Regions from separate parts of the Astyanax mexicanus genome. Here region 1 is linked to region 2. A link is a contact called in public Hi-C data. All regions are on one chromosome and are shown on one strand. The core of a region is the stretch at or near the end of the contact, and the rest is flanking DNA. Distances in the headings are between cores, read along the strand shown.

Region 1 (6,750 bases), core at 1,182-3,681, 130 kb after region 2:
TCCCCCCTCAGAGTTTTAGCAGGATGCTATCCCTGCTACTGTGTTCTGCATTCTGGGAAACTTGTGGAGTAACGTACACTACTGATAAAAGTTAAAAAAAGGCACTTTCCCAGTTAAAAAAATGTCCAAAGAAAATATGGGGAAATGATAGCCTTGTAAAAGAAAAGTGCATTTAAGTAATTTTTTTAATCAAAAGTATACATTCATGGCTAAATTGGAGCAGCCTGGTGGCCAATCTTCACTAATTGCACCTTAATGCACCAGTAAGAGTGTGAAGGTTCAGTTATCAGGGTAAGAGCACAGTTCTGCTCTAAATACTGCAATGTACACAACATTATGGGAGACATACCAGAGTTCAAAAGAGGACAAATTGTTGGTGCACGTCTTGCTGAAGCATCTGTGACCAAGACAGCAAGTATTTGTGATGCATCAAGAGCCAAGGTATCCAGGGTAACATCAGCATACCACCAAGAAGCACCAACCACATCCAACAGGATTAACTGTGGACGTTGTAAGAGGAAGCTGTCTGAAAGGGATGTTCGGGTGCTAACCCGGCTTGTATCCAAAAAACATAAAACCATGGCTGATCAAATCACGACAGAATTGAGCAAAAAATCAGATTTAAGTCACTTCATCCTGGTAATGTGAACGTAGCCTTAGTATCCTGGGGATTCCAGTACAAACACAATGCCTCATTGAACAAACTTAGTTTTTTTAGTGAGAGATCAACAGAGACTGGACAGACTGGGTTGATCTTGAAGAAAGATTACAGTAAATAAGTAAATCTCTGGTGAACATCTAAACATAAATTGCATTAATGCCCAAAATTAATATGGATAGGCTAAAACAGCAGCAGACTACCTGTGGTTGCACTTAACCAAACCGTATCAGTTTCTGCTGAGGCACACAGACGGTACGTTCTGAATCTGGACCCAACATCTTGAGTCCAGGCTGGTGGATATGGTGTAATGGTGTGGGGAATGTTTGCTGGGCACATTGTGAGCCTGTTAATACCAATCAATAAAACACTTGAATGTCGTGACCTGTTTGAGTGATGTTGAAGACCACGTGCGTCCCTCGCATCCCACAGTTCCAACAGTCTCACCATCGTCTAGTGGCTGCATCCACTGGGATAATGCACCAAGCTGCAATAAGTCATAACGCAAGACTTTTAAACCCAAATGCATTGAGTTAAATCTGGATTTGGGTCAGAATATGGATTTGAATCCTATAGAACTCTTTTGGGATGTTGCGGTCCTGAAGATTCCCAGCTGCAACTGAGAAATCTTCAGGAATTTCATGCTGCAAAAATCTTGTGAAAATCATGCCACGAGAAATTGAGACAGAAGAAGGCCCTATAATACATGGCAGTATAGTTTTTTTTTTTTTATAAAGTACTGCTTCTAATAAAGTGCTAAGTGTATTTATAGTGTATATATAGTGTATATATTGTGGTTGTGGAGCAGCCCTCAAACAGGAGGCGGCAATGGCTTAAATAAACTGTTGTGTTTTGGCGGCATCTACTGGCTAAACCGGGTATTACAATCATGTGTGTCTTGAATGAAAAACAAATAATATACTATGTACTTACATTTAGTTATTATAGCTTTAATTTAAATCATAATATTTAGCTAGATACATTTAAAAACAGACTATACCCACACTATCGCCAATTATTTAGTAAGCAAGTAAGCTAGTAGTAACCAAATAAATAATGGTAGATTACAATTACTATACTAAGACTTAAAAGCACATCCTCATACATTGACATTTATTTGCTAGTTATGTAATATATTATTGCTTTTTGTATTTTATATGCATGTGTAGACTATCATTAACTTTTCTACTTGACAATTTATATAAGTGGATCAAAGACCAAAACTTGCTGCGCACATAATTACATCATATAAAATTTGAGGGCATTTAAGGTACACAATAAAAAAAAAATAAAATAAATTACAACAAAACAGGAAAACAGAGAAAAAAAAATGTATGCCAAAAATGTATTGTCCTTTTTATGATGATTAAAGACAATAAAACTTTTAAAAGGTACTCAAATATTTCAGTTAATTAAACTTAATATGTATATAGATTTTATGTTAAAGTATATAAGTCTTAATTTTCATTCATTTCATGCAGAAAACACCATACTTATAGTTTTCCTTCACACGAACTGAAAGGGTTCATGCATTATGATCCCGTTCCCACACCTTAATAATAATAATGTGGCCAAGCATTAAAATAATGTTCCCACGCATTAAGTCGTGGCCACACATTAGGAACCCATTCCCACAGCTTAATAAGTAGTGTCCATGATTTAGAATCCCGTTATAAGTATAACACGATATCACTTGGCGGCTTCATAGAAAAAAAAAACCCCATAACAAACAGTAATCGTGTGAGTTTGCGCATGCGCACAGCCGCTAAGTACCACATAGCGATGGGTAGCAGAACTCGGCAGAACACCGGCTCTGGATAACTATGGCCATGTCCAGGGGGCTGAGATGCTGCCAGAGGATATTTTCCTGGATCCCCGTGGTCATAATTTCCTCCGTGGTGTTGTGGTCGTACTACGCCTATGTGTTTGAGCTCTGTTTCTGTGAGTATTCCTCATTTCTGCGCGTTTTTTCCACAGAATCGCGCTGTCGGGCGTTAGCTCAGATGCTAACCGCTGTGTGGGCTGCCAGGCTAGGCTAGGCTGGGCTAGGCTAGCTTTAGCTAATGCTGAAGTAGTTAAGCTAGGTTTAAGGAAGTGAATTTAAATATCCGTTTTTGTCAATGTAGCTAATAATTTAACCTTCTAACTTAGTCAGATAGCTAAATGTTCATTTAAATAATAAAAGAGTACGCTCAGTACGTTGTAATATGTTTTATCTTGTATTGTCTTGTATTTTATTTAATGTTGCACATAACACTATAAACAACCGAGATTCTCATAAGGACATTAGGTAATGTTTAACTAATAAAAGCTAATTTTTACTAATTTTATTTATTGCCTAGGGGTGGTTTGTGAAATAAATGTCAGTGTTAAATATGTAAGTCAGAACTGTCAAACACATGCTTCCAATGCAATGGACATTAAAAACTATTGGATTTAATTTTTATATAGGTTTTATGTTAGAATATTATAGTCTTAATTTCCATGTTTTACTTGCAGAAAACAGCATTCTTATCACTTTCCCTTTACATGACTGAAATGGTTAAAGCTAGTTGTTAATATAACTACTGGGTGTAAACTGGTTAAGTTAGTAACTAAGCTAACGTTAGTTATAATAAAACGTGTTTAATGACAGGCCTTTTTTAGCTTTAAGCAGAAATCAGGTGTAAAATAGACTTGGGTTGTATTGAAACATGAAAACGAGTACGAACATGTAAAAAAATTACTGTTTTGACACCATTAGCAAACTCAAAGTAGCCTTAAATTAAGTCACAATAAATCAGCTGACAAGCAGGAACGAATGGGGAGGATATTAGAACAAATTGCAAAATTAATTCTGTGAAAATATCTGAAAATTATAGAGATATTTTCAGGGAATTAATGCACCTCAGGGTACTGTGTGTGTAAACAGTGTTTTGAATAAACCACCTATGCACTTTCATCAGCTAAAAACGCTTTAAAACGTATTTCAGTACGCTGGGAGAAATGACCCACCTCCTCTTGAGCTTCAGAAAATGAACCAGTGTCCTGACATTTTCCTTTAGAACAGCAGACTTTAATAGATCAATGATCTTTAAATAAAACTGGATTCCTTCACACTCACACCCGATTGTCATCCCATTGATTGAAAACACCTGATTCTAATTTAAACTAATCACCTTCAAACTAGCTACTAATCCTAGAGTTTTACATATGTTCACTTACGCTACTGACAAATATTTAAAATTAAATCCGTTTCTGCAATAAATAAACATACAAGTGTAACATTTTGTCTAATTTGTTTAACTGGTTTCTTTTGTGCAAATTTGATGATTATATGTTTTAGGTTGTATTGCAGAAATGTGGAACGCAAGGGTTCACAAATTGTCAAGTCAAGTTTTTAAGTAAAAAAAAATATCTAAAAGATATCTATAATTACCTTTTAAAACTCTTACAAAATGTGAAAGTTTTAGTTTGAGTCACTTCTAGAATAAAAATACATAACAGAGATTCTGAATTTAAGTTCTTACTAGTAAACTGTAGTTTAGGCTAAAATATTATTTTATTTTAGCCATAAATTAGATGCTTAAAAGAAATAGCCATTTTTTTAACTGCTCCTCTTTCCACTTTGATCAGTGTTGTTAACTAACTTCTCATTTTTCTTTGCATTGCAGTTACGCTCAGCAATGCATTAGAAAAAGGTAAGTTCCTGTTTAATTAAGATTAGTGAAGGGTTCACTTCTCGTTTCCCTGCATCCTGGTTATATCTCAGTCATTCTTTACGCTTCTGTTTAAGCTATACGCTTCTTAACTGAGCTTTGTAGTACACCATAATAATTTTTTTTCTGCAGCGGCCTACCTTCTGGTGTTTCATGTGTGCTTTGTGATGTTCTGCTGGACCTACTGGAAGGCTATCTTCACTCCACCCTCCACGCCCTGCAAAAAGGTTTGTGTTTGGGTCATCAAATCTGGGCGCAGTTCTCCCAAAGCATCTTTATATTAAAATGATCTACTCTGGTAAAGAAGCTGTTCAGTGTGATGCTTGCTTGTGCATTTAAGAATGATCTAATTTGCAGACTAAGTTGCACTCTTCTTTTTCTTTTGCTACAGTTCCACCTCTCGTATAGTGATAAGGAGAGATATGAGATGGAGGAGAGGCCAGATGCACAGAAGCAGATCCTGATTGACATTGCTAAAAAGCTCCCAATTTTTACCCGGGCTCAGTCAGGAGGTGAGTAATCTCAGACGCTTAATCAGGCATTGGGTTTCATACTACCTGCAGTCTTAATACGTATTCATTAATCCTTTATATTGAGCATTCGTGGATACCTAACAAAGAAAACTTAATACATTAATATTTATAAAGTTTTAAGAGTTTAGAAACCAATATTTGGTGGAATAACCCTGGTTTTTAATCAGTTTTTTTCATGCATCTTGGCATCATGTTCTCCTCCACCAGTCTTACACACTGCTTTTGGATAACTTTATGCTGCTTTACTCCTAGTGCAAAAAATCAAGCAGTTCAGTTTGGTGGTTTGATGGCTTGTGATCATCCATCTTCCTCTTGATTATATTCCAGAGGTATCCAATTTGGTAAAATCTAAATCAAATGCACAGTCTTTATGAGCATTTATATATAAGCTTATTGCTAACACTGTAGTATTGTACTGGACTGGACTTTTTTGTTGATACTGTTCATATATAGTCTCTTAAAGCAGCTCTGTGGCCTAATTGTATTGAAGGGGTCTAATTGCCTTGCTGAATTAAATCCGTATTGCCTGTCTAGTGGCATTACTGTGTTGATAGACAGTAAGTGGAGCACCAACGTGTGGCACTGCAGTCCCAAGCTAGTAAATGACCATGCTTTTATGTGTGTGTGTGTGTGTGTGTGTGTGTGTGTGTTTTTAGCTATCAGGTTCTGCGATCGTTGTCAGGTGATAAAGCCCGACCGCTGTCACCACTGTTCCGTCTGTGAAACGTAAGTTTCCTGTCGGCCCCTCTCATTGGCCCTATCTCTCTCATACTGTTTGTTCTCAGCTGCGGTAGAAAGAGGATCGCCGCATACGAGACTCGTGTAATAATTAGAAGGTGTTGTCGGGCAGGAACTTGACCTTATCAGAGAAGATATCTTGGTTCTGTTCAATTTAATTACAGTACCTCTGTGTGTGTGTGTGTGTGTGTGTGTGTTCCTCTTGCAGGTGCATTCTGAAAATGGATCATCATTGCCCTTGGTTAGTGGATGAGGTTTATTTATGATTGCATTGGTTGTTTTTTATGTTTAATGAGGAACAAAGATTGTTTACAGAAGTTGCTTAATTTATTTATTTATTTATTTATATTTGTGTCTCGCTCTCTTTTCTTTTTAAGGGTGAACAACTGTGTCGGATTCTCAAACTACAAGTTCTTCCTGCTCTTCCTGTCGTACTCTATGCTCTACTGTGTTTTCATCGCAGCAACAGTATTTCAGTATTTTCTTAAGTTCTGGGTGGTGAGTGTCATCATAAATAAGGTTGCTAAAACAAATTGTTGTTGTTTACTTTGTCCTTATGCTTTTTTATTTTCTACACTGACATGCCAGAAATCATTGGACAGAAACTGTAAATGAAAAATTAAAATGTGTGTGGGGCTGGAGTTGTTGTTTGATTACATGGACAATTCTAGACACTCATCTCTTGAGACGAGACTCGATACTGGGTTCACAAGAACGAGACGAGACAAGATTTAAATTTTTTTTTAAAGAAAACTTGAAAGAAATCAAAACAAAAAAAAATAGTTGGAAAATTGGGGTTTATTTGAGAAAATCAAATTACAGTCTCACAAATTTAGTCTATTAAAAATAGAAACAAAAAAAGAAATAGAAAAATAGTGAAAACAATAAGTTCAAACCACAATCCCATCTGGGGTTTTTTTTGTAGTAGTAGTAGTAACTTAAATATGTATGCTTGAAGTGCAAACAGACAACACAAGATCAATAGTGTCCATATCCCATCCATCTGGCATCCTCTATTAAGCCTTAACTCAAACTCTAATCATTTACATCACCTTACTTTTAAAACACTGGTCAGTGTTCAACCTAACTCACAATATAACACCTCACAACATATACAAGTGTG
Region 2 (6,704 bases), core at 2,192-4,691:
ACCTTTGATGCTTCCACCACCATGCTTCACAGTTCGGATGGTGTACTTGGTGTTGCACTTATCCTACTTTTTCCTCTGCTTCTGGTTCCATCTGACTACATGATCTTCTCCAATTATAATCAGAAATCCGATATTCAGCTGTTTCTGTTGTTTTAAAGCAAAGACATAGAAAGCTAGAAACAGCAAAAACAGATGGAGGGCATGACAGAAATAATCGTTGACTAATCGACTAATTGGAAGAATAATTGCCTGATAAGTCGACTACCAAAATAATCATTAGTTACAGCCTAATCTTTAACTCCTTAATATGATCTCATCTCATTGCTTTTGGAACCTCTGGAACTAATGGTCTTTTTTATATATATATATATATATATATTTTAATAGCTGCCGCTACTTCAGCAGCTCTTACAGGATTTTCATTGGGTCTGAAGCCAGTTGTCTCTGCTGCACCAGCCATTTCTACAGTCGCCTCCACAGCTGGCATCACGGTCAGGTATGTAATAATGCTAAGGCTGAGAGAGTTAAGTAATGTATTTTTAAAATATTTGTATGTAAATAGTGAAACAATATAATCAGCGAGTTTTTAAAGGTTAACTAAACCCCTTGATTTTAGCTGACTCCACCCTCAGCTCAAAAAAGGGCTAAAAAAAAGGGGGGGGGGGTAGTTTGGGAGTGGCACGGTGATGTATGGGTTTAAGGGCGGGGCAGGAGGGCGAGCTGATTGGCTGAGCTGAGTACACGGAAACATCATCCACACCTATAGCACAGTTGATCCTGAGAGGGCGCTACAGAGGCGGAAATGACCACAAAGTTTTTTTTTTAAGGTTAGGAAATGTTTATAAAAATTTTAAGAATGACTGGTATGTTTCATTACTTCAAAGGAACACATTTCAGCTATTAATAAAAAAATATATTTATGGTTTAGAGTTTAATTTAAGGCTTCAAATTGCTGATTATATTTCACTAAATTCACTCTTTAATTCAGCGCTGCACCAGTGATGTCTTATGCCCAGCTGGAGGCTTTAATCAATAAGTGGAGTTCTGAGTTGGAGGATCAGGAGAGGCACTTTCTTCAGCAGGCCACTCAGGTCAATGCCTGGGATCGGATGCTGGTGGAAAATGGAGAAAAGGTAACTATACTTTTTTTTTATTTTTATTTTTTATGTCCTTTTAACAAATGTAGATCTGTGTAACTTTTATTTTCGTATTTAAAGTCGACCCATAGCAATAACTGATTTGTATATTTATTTCTTTTAGATTACAGCTCTTCATAAAGACATGGAGAAAGTTAAACTGGACCAAAGAAGGTACGACTGCGCATCGTCATTTGGTTGAATAGGAACGTTTGAATGGTATATAATGTAAAAGACAGTTTTGTATGAAAACCTGTATTTGTTTGGTCTCTGCCTCAGGTTGGATCAGGAGTTGGACTTCATCTTATCCCAACAGAAAGAGCTGGAGGATCTTCTCGCTCCACTGGAGGAATCTGTGAAGGAGCAAAGTGGAACCATCTATATGCAAAATGCAGACGAGGAGCGAGAGAGAACGTAAGCGATATATATATATATATATTTATTACAGACTTGTTTTTACACTTCCTCTAACTATGATCACATTTTTTTTTTCCCCCTCAAAAATTATTTTAGTTTATTTATAGACTTCTCTATTTCTAATGCTCTAATGCTCATCTCTCTGAAGGTACAAGTTGGCAGAGAATGTTGATGCTCAGCTGAAGAGAATGTCCCAAGACCTAAAAGAAATAATTGAACATCTTAATACATCCAATGGGCCAGCAGACACAAGTGACCCGGTATGTAAAGTTTTATACATACACCGATTAATACAACAATGTGGGGCTTCTATAAAACCACAAACAGATTTTCTGTCTGCCATGCTTGATAAATTTATTTATTTGGCTTTTTTTACATTTTTTTTTTATTAAGAATTCATAGATTTAAATTCTTTAAAGCATCTTTTAAGTTATTCTGTTTTAAACTATTCGAGAGTCCCACTTTTTCTTTTGACCTTGTCTAAAATGATTGACACCAAAGTTAAATATCCCATTTTAAATTCCTCCTATTTCAGCTCCAGCAGATTTGCAAAATCCTCAACGCACACATGGACTCCCTCCAGTGGGTCGAACAGAACTCTGGTTAGTATTTCATTTACATTTCAGCCATGTGTTGTTTGAGTGCCAGAAACATTGCTATATATATATAATCTCTGTTCTCGATTTTATGAATTGTGAATTTATCCCATAATGTATCTCAACTATTTGATAAACTAAACAGAAGGTATGATGCTGTTTTAATCCATGTCCAGTACATGCTATTTAATTTATTTGCCATGTTCTTTGTACAGTTCTGCTGCAGAGGCGCGTGGAAGAAGTGTCGAAGCTGTGTGAGAGCCGGAGCAAAGAGCAGGAGAAGAGCTTTCGTCTGAACTTCCAGTGAACCAGCAGAGAAGAAGCCCTCGTTTAGTGTAAATGAATGTCTGTGTTTTGCTAAGTGTGTTGCAATAAAGAGGTTAACTTTTTCACACCTTCCTAGCACGTGTTTTTTTTTTATTTTTATTTTTATTTTATTCTAATAAAGTGGGATTTCACAGTTCATATACAGTTTAACTCTGTAATATATCTAGTGCCTACATTACACCCAACGACTTCTGAGGCTTTTTCCCTGGTAGCAGATACATTTCTACCCAGGAAGTCTTTTAGGAATACTAAAGTGACATTATTTTTCACATGCCCACCGAGCACACTTTTTTAAAATGTATTAAACATTCGTTAATTTATGTATTTATTGTATTTTGTAATACACTGTGTAGGAACAATACAACTACTTCTATAAAATCCCCAAAGTTGAAGTGACAATATATGATCTAGGGCAATATTAGAGTGATTTGAAAGCAAAGAGCAGTAACAAAGGAAGAGAAGGAGGAGTAGTAGGAAAGGAGGACGAAGGGAAGAGGAGCAGTAGGAAGGGAGAATGGAGATATGAGAAGTAAGAGCAAAAGGAGTAGGTGGAAAGAAGGAAAGAAAAAGGAGCAGTAGGAAAGTAAGAGGAGAAAGAGAAGAGGAGTAGTAGGAAGGGGGGAAGAAAGGAGAGAAGAGGAGCAGTAGGAAGGGAGAAGTAAGATATGAGAAGTATGAGAAAAAGGAGTAGTAGGAAAGGGAAAGGAGGAGGAAGAGAAGAGGAGCAATAGGAAAGGATGAGGTGGATAAAAGGAGTAGTAGGAAAGAAGAGGAGCAAAAGGAAGAAGAGGAGGAGGAGAGGAACAGTAAGAAAAGGAACAGAAAAAGAGGAGTGGAAGTTTCTGGACACATCCAGACATTAGAAAATCAGCCTCGTGTGTTGTTGAATATTCCCTCTCTAACGGGGTTTTAGCCAATGAGGGCGCTCCCCGGGCCTGAGCTTAATAGGCCAATCAGCGCCTCTGTTGCTGGGGGGAAAGATGGCGCCTCGCTTTGTCTGATTTGAGAGAGCGTTTCAGTGTTTTTCTCCTCCTTCTGCCGCTAAATATCACAGATTAACTTCAGTCTGGAAATGCAGCTTCAGCACAGATCCGCACGGTGAAGAGATGAGCAGCGAGGCGCGCAGGTAGGAGCACACCTGAGCATAAACTCATATAACCTGATATAATATAATATAATTATCATTACAGTGAACCCGGCGAGCTGAGGGGCTCAGATTCACACAGTTACTCAGTTTTAGTCTAAACAAACACTTGTTTGAGTTGGTTTGTGGTAAATATAGTTATTTAACTTAAACGGCGCGTTTTTATGTTTTTCTGCGTTTCTGCGCAGCTGCACTGCTTCACTAATCTTAACTGAAAACATGCAGTTAGATACACAACATGTCTAAGCTAATATATAAATATTAACTGTGTTTAAACATGACTTTATGCCTGTAGATAGATGTTTACTAAACCTGCTAAACGATTTAACCTGCTGACAATTTGATTTGTGGTAGATCTGCTTCAGATATCTAACCGTATCCTGGTTACATGGACTGCATGTGAATCCATAATATAGGAAGACTATGAATAGGGCAGCAACGATTAGTCGATATAATCGACAATGTCGATTATATAAATTGGTTGATTACAAATTTCATTGTCGACTAATCATTAATTTATAACAGTACTGCATTACACAAAAACGTGGGGTACAACATCTAGACATTTATATTTATTTTTAAATGTATTAAACATCTAATGTTTACCTGTTTTTCTGCAAAATAATCATTAGTTGCAGCCCTAGCTATAAAAACCAGGCTGCCTTGTACAGGTCTGCTGTGGCATTGTCAGCTTAAAAAAAAGAACATTAACATAAAACCAGCTTTTTTAAAAAAAGAAACAAATGCACAATAATTTATTTTCACATCACATTTACAGCATTTATTTGACGCTCTTATGCAGGGCGACTTATAAGGTAATTTCTAATAGTTCGGCCAATTTAGTGTTAGGGGTCTTGCACATGGACGCTTATTGGTGTTGCGCAGCATAAGCCCTATCCGGATGGGATTAGTTTTTCTTGGGGTTCACAGAGGTTTTTATCCTCTGTGATTTTATTCCCATCCAGAACGATCACGTATGTGTTTTTCTCAGACGTCCTCTGAGAAAATTACAGGCTGAATTATCTACTGTTTTCCTCTGAACTCCGTGCTCCTCCGGTAATTTTAGTCCCGTCTGAGTTTCATCTCCTCGAGTTTAATAAAATAGCTATTTGTCCACTGCCGCGCACCGTAATTACACTTTGGGTGTGCGTTTCCACAAAAATCCATGTAAACACAACAGGAAGTGGAAATGGAGGAGCTACTGAACGCTATGATGTGCCCAAGAAAGCCTAAAAACTCACTGGTCCTCCTGTTACCCAGATATGGAATTGAACCCTAGTCTCCCACATGGTAGCTCACTGGTAGGCGGGTGTATTATCCACTGCACCACACCAACCACAATATTAATTTTTATTAATTATATTGATTGGCTGTCTAATGCTTTATTGACTATTTGTGTACAACAGAGTAATACATCTACAGTATTAGTCAGTCAGTTATAACTACTTTGTTATAATTCCAAAAACAAATTTAACACTAATACAAACTAATCACATTAGTTTGAGGTAAAAGCCCAAGAGCAAAAAACACCTTAGTGTTAGAAACTACGAAATAGTGTCTGGAAACAATTACTTGACCTCTCAAAATTATTTCTTAGAATCTGAAAAGTATGATGTAATACCTCTAAGTAATGACACATTAAAATAACAAAAGAACATGATTTTGATATTTTAAAATTATTAGCACCTCAAAATATTGACTCGGGATTTTTAAATGACTTCACATCTCAAAATAATGACTCAAAATAACAACTTAGAATCCCAAAATAATGATTGTATCTTAAAATTGAGATAGTATCTCAGAATTATGATGCTCAAAATACCAGCTTAGTATCTCAAAAAATAGAACTCAAAATAGCTTAGCTGGTATTAAAATTAAAGTATCAGAAATGTATATATATTTCATTATTTTATATCAAAATAATGATAGTATCTCAGAATTAGGAGTCAAAATAACAACTTAGCTAGTATCAAAACATTGAGATAGTATCTCGAAATGATATTTATCTCTATGTAATGACATTAAAATAGTTAGCACATCTTAAAAATGATGAGATGTTATTTTAGAATAAAGAGTATCTCAAAATAACAACTTATAATCTATAAATAATGAGAGGTAAACGCTGTTAATGGTAATAAAGTTATGGGTGTGAGTTATGGCTCTGAGTGGCGGGAAGGCGCGCGCTCTCCGCCCCGCGCGGCTCCGCTGTGTGTCGCCGGGATTTGCTGAGGCGATGCGCCATTTTAACACCGACTCGAGTCATCCGGCAAGATGGCGCTCTTGCTTTGTCTCCTGCGCTGAAGTTAAAGCAGGCAGCAGCCCGTTTTAAACCGGGCAGAGAGGCGGATCTGCGGGCGGGGGAGTAGCGGGTTCGGCGGGTAGAGACGGATCTCCGGTGGTGTTTGCAGCAGGTACTCTGCGCTGTTTCTTATTCTGCGCTCTGTTACTGTTACTGTTAGCTTTAGCTGCTGCAGCTTTAGCAGTCGGCTTGCTAACTAACTAACTAGCTTGGTAGCTAACTGCCGGTACTGACGGCGGAATTTACCGGTGTCCCGTCGGTTTGTGCTGCCTGTCGATGGGCGCTACTTGTCTGTTCAGCGCATGCGTGGAGACAGCATTTTTAATGTAATTTTTTTTTTGCTGCGTGTTTTTATTAATAATTCTGCAAGCGTTAGCTAAGCTACATTTTCTAGGGTGTGTTTTTTACAATTGTGCATGGCTAACTAACTTGCTGCAGTAACGTAGTTATTGGCTTGGGCGTTATTAGTTAAAAAAGTGGAATATTTTCTTTTATACGTATTATTTTTTCAATTTGTATGTCATTAACATTTTTGTAAAATTCAAGTAAAAATAGTAAAACTGTCAGATTGTAGCTGTAGAACAGAACTAGCAATGAAAAGCACGTGAAAACAAATCAAAACAAAAAATATAGAAAAAACGTGGCTCCGCGCATGTGCAGAGACGCTAAGCAGCACATATCGACGTGAAGCACAAATAGGCATAACACCGGGTACTGTATAGCGCTGCACGTATCTTCTTGCACTCACTGTTTTAGCCAGGTTAGCATGTTAGCTAATAGCTGAT

What was found. A called contact is a pair of places that touch in the nucleus more often than the background predicts.
Region 1: a Hi-C map of blood shows a contact between it and region 2, with 2.2 times the contacts expected there. The contact joins the promoter of zdhhc15b here to the promoter of atrx in region 2. A contact is called at or near these places in 2 of 3 Hi-C or Micro-C datasets (blood and muscle).

The regions. Positions count from the first base shown.
Region 1 is chr10:1,448,504-1,455,253 of AstMex3_surface, forward strand. zdhhc15b (zinc finger DHHC-type palmitoyltransferase 15b) reads left to right here and starts at 2,432. Exons shown (of 12, transcript XM_007228419.4): 1 at 2,432-2,599; 2 at 4,312-4,338; 3 at 4,489-4,583; 4 at 4,748-4,868; 5 at 5,546-5,615; 6 at 5,836-5,868; 7 at 6,005-6,125. The coding sequence starts at 2,482. The region is part of intron 1 of LOC125804806 (a long non-coding RNA gene); the gene reads right to left.
Region 2 is chr10:1,317,203-1,323,906 of AstMex3_surface, forward strand. atrx (ATRX chromatin remodeler) reads left to right here and starts at 3,442. Exons shown (of 35, transcript XM_007228422.4): 1 at 3,442-3,602. The coding sequence starts at 3,583. nup62l (nucleoporin 62 like) reads left to right here. Exons shown (of 13, transcript XM_007228424.4): 7 at 388-496; 8 at 989-1,133; 9 at 1,261-1,310; 10 at 1,416-1,550; 11 at 1,702-1,813; 12 at 2,089-2,155; 13 at 2,365-2,543. The coding sequence ends at 2,456.